2 separate regions of the Zea mays genome follow, and region 2 is linked to region 1. Evidence: chromatin contacts called from public Hi-C data. All regions are on one chromosome and are shown on one strand. Each heading gives the region's core, a stretch centred on a gene start, on an enhancer-like site or on the middle of the called end of the contact. The rest is flanking DNA. Distances are from core to core; before and after follow the strand shown. Region 1 holds the start of LOC100273299. Region 2 holds the start of LOC100285912 (ICE-like protease p20 domain containing protein).

What was found. Hi-C and Micro-C count contacts between places; a contact is called where the count stands out from the background.
Region 2: a Hi-C map of ear shows a contact between it and region 1, with 4 times the contacts expected there. The contact joins the promoter of LOC100285912 here to the promoter of LOC100273299 in region 1. A contact is called at or near these places in 15 of 25 Hi-C or Micro-C datasets (bundle sheath, ear, endosperm and 6 more).

The regions. Positions count from the first base shown.
Region 1 is chr1:96,227,628-96,230,646 of Zm-B73-REFERENCE-NAM-5.0, reverse strand. LOC100273299 reads right to left here and starts at 1,560. Exons shown (of 1, transcript NM_001147740.1): 1 at 239-1,560. The coding sequence starts at 1,523. The coding sequence ends at 558.
Region 2 is chr1:96,446,090-96,449,303 of Zm-B73-REFERENCE-NAM-5.0, reverse strand. LOC100285912 (ICE-like protease p20 domain containing protein) reads right to left here and starts at 1,831. Exons shown (of 3, transcript NM_001158801.2): 1 at 723-1,831. The coding sequence starts at 1,654.

The sequences.
Region 1 (3,019 bases), core at 311-2,810:
CAATCTAATTTGAAATAGTAATCTGATCAGGAGTACTATAGACTAGGCTTATAGCCTTCGTCTCTGTACTCCAGGCATAACAATAGCATTACAGTTTACTCACAACACAGGATGAACCTCAGTGAAATATAGAGATTCCATATGCTTGCTCACCGAATACCTCGAATGCAGCGTTAAACTAATCTAGCAATTGGACGGTCATAACAAGAGTCTAGCGAAGCGATCAAACTCAACAATAAAATTGACAACGAGTAGATGCCATTTGAACAAGCTGAAGTGTTTCAACGTAACAGCAGCAGCTCATCATAAGCTCATAACACAAGTCGTTCACTGATTAAAACTGAGACCACCTAATTTCTAATTCAAACCTCGCCCTTCCCCCCTTATCCATATCCATATCCCTACACCTACATCACCATCCATACACAATAGTAAGATTATATTGCTACTGACACAAAGTTAACAATACTAGCATGAACAGCAGTCAACGCAGAGCGAGGAAGGATGCACACAAGGTTGACAGAGCAGAACTAGAGCAACCGGGCTACATGGATTGATCAGTCCTCTTCCATTGCGGCAGAGGAAGGGGAGACCCTGGCCTTCTTGTGCTGCTGCTGCTGCTGCTGCTTACCCAGGAAGGCCTCGAGGAAGAGCTGTTGGGCGTCGAGCATCGTCTGGGTGCGCTTCATCTCTGACTCCATTCGTTCCTTCTCCATCTGAAGCGACAGCTCGAGCCTGCGCTCCTCCATACGAAGGAACCCCTCCCCGACGGACCGCAGTGCGGCAGCCACCTCGGCCATCGCCTCTGACTCGGCGTCGTCCTCGCCGCCGCTCCTCTCCGGCTTCACAGCTGCCGCCGCGGCGGGCTTCGTGCGGCAGGCCTTAGGGATGGTGAAGCGCAGCCCGCTCCCGGCCCCGCCGTTGGAGATGAGCCCGTGCAGGCTCCTGCTCCGCACAGCCTCCTCGGAGGAGGAAGGGGAGGACACAGGGGAAGGCGGGGATGCCGGCGGGGCAGGGCCCTTGGTCTTGATCTTGACGATGGCGTTAGGGCTAGGGTCCGGCACGCCGCCGCCGGCGAGGTCGTGGAGGAGCGGGAAGAACGGCCACTTGGGCCCCTTGGACCGCCCCGCGGATCGCGACCGCTCAGCGCGGTATCGCTTTCGAAGCTTCTCGATCTTGTGGCGGCACTGCACGCCGGACTTATGCGTGGCGGTGGGGAACCGACCGCAGCGAGCGGTGACGGCGTTGGCCACGTCGTCCCAGTCAGCCGCGCGCAGGTTGCCCTTCCTCAGCGCCTCCCACCTGTCGCGGTACGCCTCGATGAGCGCGAGGGTCTCCTCGTGCGTCCAGCACGGCGGCGGCAGCCTCCGGCCGGAGCCCCCGCCCCCGAGCCCTATTCCTCCCCCCGAGGAGGCCGCTGCCGCGGCCGCAGCAGCCGCCGCGGCGACGTGCGCGGACAGGGGGGGCAGGTCGGGAGATGAGACGACGTCGTCCCTGGCCGCATCGGAGGTCGAGGAAGACATGGCCGATCAGCTGCGGCGGCGAAGGGAGGCGGCTAGGGTTTGGTGGTGGTGGTGGTGGTGGAGATGGGGAACGGAGGCGGAGGTGGGGAACCGGTCATATAAGGAGCAGGAGGCGAGGCGGTGCGGTGGTGGGCCGCGGGCATGGGCCGCGCCCGCGGTGAAATGACCGGCTACGGAGGGCATCGCCCACCGGTGCGGCCGCGTGGGCGGGCGGAGCGGTGCGGTGGTTTTGCGGGGTTTGTCGCAGAGCCGCGTACTCGCGGCCGATGGACGAGGCCTGGCCTGAGGGCACGAGCCTATGAGGAAAGGAGGCGCGATTGAAACGGCACGAGGCCACGGGAGTACGGCGCCGCACCCAGCGGAGCCCGTGCCGTGGTGGGCGCGGCGCGCGAGCGCCCGCCTCCGCTGCTCCGCAGCCGCGCGGCCTGGCCGTGTTGTGCCCGTGGGGCGTGTGGGAACTTGGATGGGGATGGATAATTCAGCGGTTGGGTGGGTGGCGAGTGGCGGCCGCCCTGCCTTTTTCCTCCTCGGTTCCGCGCGGCCTAGACCTGATATTTTCATTCGCGAGATCCAGCCGCAGGGCGCTGTTCAGTTTGCGGAAGTGCGTGACGGGGCGGCCAAAAGTCAAGAGATGTTTGTTCAAGGACTAAACTGTAGCCTATGTTACATCAAATATTTGGAAGTCAAATACGAGTATTAAAAATAGTCTACTTATAAAATTAATTATATAGATAAAAACTAAATAATGCAATTTTTTTGTCATAACTAATCTATAATTAGTAAATATTTACGGTTGTATCACATGAGTGAATTATGGACTAATTAGTTTTAATAGATTGGTCTTGTTGTTTAGTCTTTATCTGTATAGTCGGTTTTATAATCAAATTGTATTTAATATTTATAACTAACATTTAAGCATGTGACATGGACTAAAATTTAAAAACACCAAACAAGGCCTTAATATTCTCAATGGCCTATCTCCTGGGCAAAGTGTATAATTGTTAGCTCTTCATTATTAATATAGTAACCCTACTTATCTCTCTTATAATTTTTTGGTTCTTATAGCTAAGTTGTATATAGGTTTATAACACACTTCTCTCTCCTTCACATGAACATTTAGCCTACTTACAACCTCGTATTATACTTGCTCTAAGGTTGTCTCCAAGGGTCACTTGTAAACAACCTCTAATGGTATATAGAGAAGCACAATTCTCCGATAAAAAACAATCTTCGTATATATATTGTATTTTCATTCGCGAGATCCAGCCGCAGGGCGCTGTTCAGTTTGCGGAAGTGCGCGTGACGGGGCGGCCAAAAGTCAAGAGATGTTTGTTCAAGGACTAAACTGTAGCCTATGTTACATCAAATATTTGGAAGTCAAATACGAGTATTAAAAATAGTCTACTTATAAAATTAATTATATAGATAAAAACTAAATAATGATACATTTTTTTGTCATAACTAATCTATAATTAGTAAATGTTTACGGTAGTATC
Region 2 (3,214 bases), core at 582-3,081, 220 kb before region 1:
CATCAAATTGGTTTCATTAAGGTGTCGTTTGGTTCACATATTTGTAACGTAATGGGTAACTGATAACGTTAAATCATGTTTGTTTTAGTCCAACCGTAATCAGATACCACACTAAAATTTGATACCAGCCTATTCAAATTTGTTACCGCCAGTAATCGAGTGTAAACCATTACCATTACCATTTGTGTTACATTTCTTGAACCAAACAGCACCTAAGTTCTTCATGAAATATGTAATAGTGCATTTATTTGAACTTGTACATGCTAATATATTTTTCTAAAAACTCGGTCAAAGTTAGAGAAGTTTAACTTAGAACAAAGCCAAAGTTATCCATAGTTTGGAAGGAAGTGATAGCACATAGTCTAATATCACAACATTAATAACAGCTTGTGGGCTATATCACAATATAAATAACTAAACTAGAGATCTGTTTAGAATGGATACACATATTCCGCCTTCCACAGGCCACAGAATGTGCAAATGTTAAAGGATCAGGACGTAAAGTGCCAAAAATAGCTATGGTATCACACAATTTAATTGAGCAATCATATATATCACCAAATGCATCAGCCTAATTCAAAGCAGCAAACTAACACTATTCGGCAACGACTAATATGGCAAAATTATCATTTATTAGCACAGCAGTAAGTTGCACATAACTCAACTTCACAACAATCACAAAATCGTGAGTACAATAGGAAATGCAGATTTCAGTTTCACACCTGAAATGGTAGTGGCCGAGACCATGCTTGACGCCCCTCTTAAACTCCCCTATATACCGGCTACCGTCCTCACAGGTGTGCACACCATACCCATGGCTCTGGCCGTTTGACCACTCCCCGGCATACACATCCCCAGTGTAGAACCTGTACACGCCGTAGCCATGCCTGAGTCCCTGCCGGTACTGGCCCCGGTACCGGCTACCTCTGGCCCATGTCTCGACGCCGAAGCCGCTGTACTTGCCGTCGACCCAATCTCCCTCGTACCTCCCGCTCATGTAGTAGTAGTAGACGCCGCTGCCAGTGCAGCGGCCGCGGTGGAACTGGCCCTCGTAGACGTCACCGTTGCTATAAACCTGGACGAAATGGCCGGTTGTGGGGGTGGTCGCAGATGCGGATGGCGAGGAACCGATGGACCAAAGGATGGGGGATCGGCGCGCGCGGCGGAGGGGGAGCGGCAGCGTCAGCGCGAAGGGAAGCCGCGGCAGGGAGAGGCAGAGGAGAAGGAGGAGCGCGCAGGAGAAGGCCGCCGCGGAAAGGAAGTCGGCGAGGAGGGAGCGCGGAAAAATGGCAGGGGTCGGGGAGAGAAAGTAGAGGGAGGGAAGCGAGATGAGGAGGAGGACACGCAGGCGGAGGTGCAGGCAGCGAAGGAGATGCCTGGCCGCCGCTGTCCCCGCGGGAGCAGCGGGCGCGGGGACCTTGCGCCTCCGAGGCGGGGTGAAGGGCAACGGTGAGGGGCGGGTGGGGGTGGACGAGGAGGACGACGAGGTCATGACGACGGGGCGCTTGTGCGGGGTGGAGGGCAGTGCGTGGTGCGGGCTTGACGGGATGTGGATGCGGAGGGAGGACGGATCGAGGACCGGCGGGGGCGGAGGGTCTGTCGCCGGGGCCGCCGACTCCGGCGCGGCGGCGGGGTGGTGGTGAAGGGGAAGCATCTAACTGGAAATGGGATCCGGGGTTGGTCCGGCCGGGAGGGGTGGTGACCGCCGGAGGAGAAAGACATGGAACGATGGGCGAGGCGAGGCGAGGCGGAGGAGCGGAGAAATGGCGAAGGCGGCCGCCTTACGCTTTTTCGCTCCCTTTTTCCTGCATCGATTTTTACGGGTCGTCTGCCCTCTCTTCTCGCTGTATTCGTTTATATTTTATTTAATTCTTCATTTCTTGTTTGGGCATATCAAACTTTATTGATACAAATATCTTCCCTCTACTTCACTGAGTTACTAACTACTACATGTGATTTCTGCTTCTATGTAAAAAAACTCAAAAGTAATTACTACATTAGTTAAATATCCTCGACGGAAATTTTCTTTTAACTGTACTAGTTCTAGCTATGTACATGTTGTGCTAATCTTGAATAATAGGCATGTTCTACTAATCTGAATAATAATTGAGAGCAACACAATCATGTGTCTTGTGATTTTTGGCCAAAATGCGCAATGGAGACATTTCTATTTGAGAAAACTGTTTAATGCCATTGAAATTTATTGTATGCCATTGGAAATTAGAACTTTCTTTTATTGACAACGAATTGCATTTTTGTTTTTCTTATGTACTATTAATGTATGAATTCAGTTAGGAGAAAATGCTAATTATGTTCTTGTTATTAGTAGAGGCATAACCTAGAAAATATAGAGATATTTCTTCCATGCTAGCAGCGCTTAGATAGTATCACTATATGTATTTTGAACAGTGAAAAATCAGACAACACTTAATTTAGCACACATATATAATTTAAAAATATATTTCTCGTGCATATTTAAATTATATATGTGATAAGTTAAGTGATGTCTGATTTATCCATTGTCCAAAATAAAATGTGCTATACTTAAGGCTTGTTTGGTTGTATGGGTATTAAAAGGCTATTTTGGCCTTGTAACCCTGAAGTGTAAAGGCGTGATGTCCTGTTGACCGAATCGACAGTGAATAGAACCATCGATCACTCATCAACCATATGGATATCAATGGTTAAAGAAATTTGCATGACAGATCACAGAAACTGCTACGTTACTCGCTCTTCGCTAGCAACAACTAACAGATGTCATATTTGGCCTTGCACTAGTAGTTGACGCTCTATTTAGTTTCGCCGAGCTGCCTTTTTCATTTAACTCGTTACATCCATCCCAACACTGGTCTCTAGCAAACATACTAATCAGATCTTTTCAAAATTTGACAAGGTTTTAAAAACCATTAGTGATATTGTCATTTTCAAATAAATTCATTGCAAAAATATATTTAATAATTTATTTAATTATACATTGAAAAAGTAGTCCGATTCTTTTTTATAACTTACTTCGTTGCTTGTTCTCCATTAGCTATCGAAGTTGTACTGTAAGGGAATGTTGTGTTGCGTGAGATTTTCTGTCGTGTTGGGTTTATATAGTTTCTCATGGCTCGTTTATGGTGTAACGGTCCATTAGTAAGTGAGAAGCGGAGGAGAAAAGCACACTTACATGGTTCGCCGCACAAAATTGGTGCTTTAAAGGATTAGGCAAAAG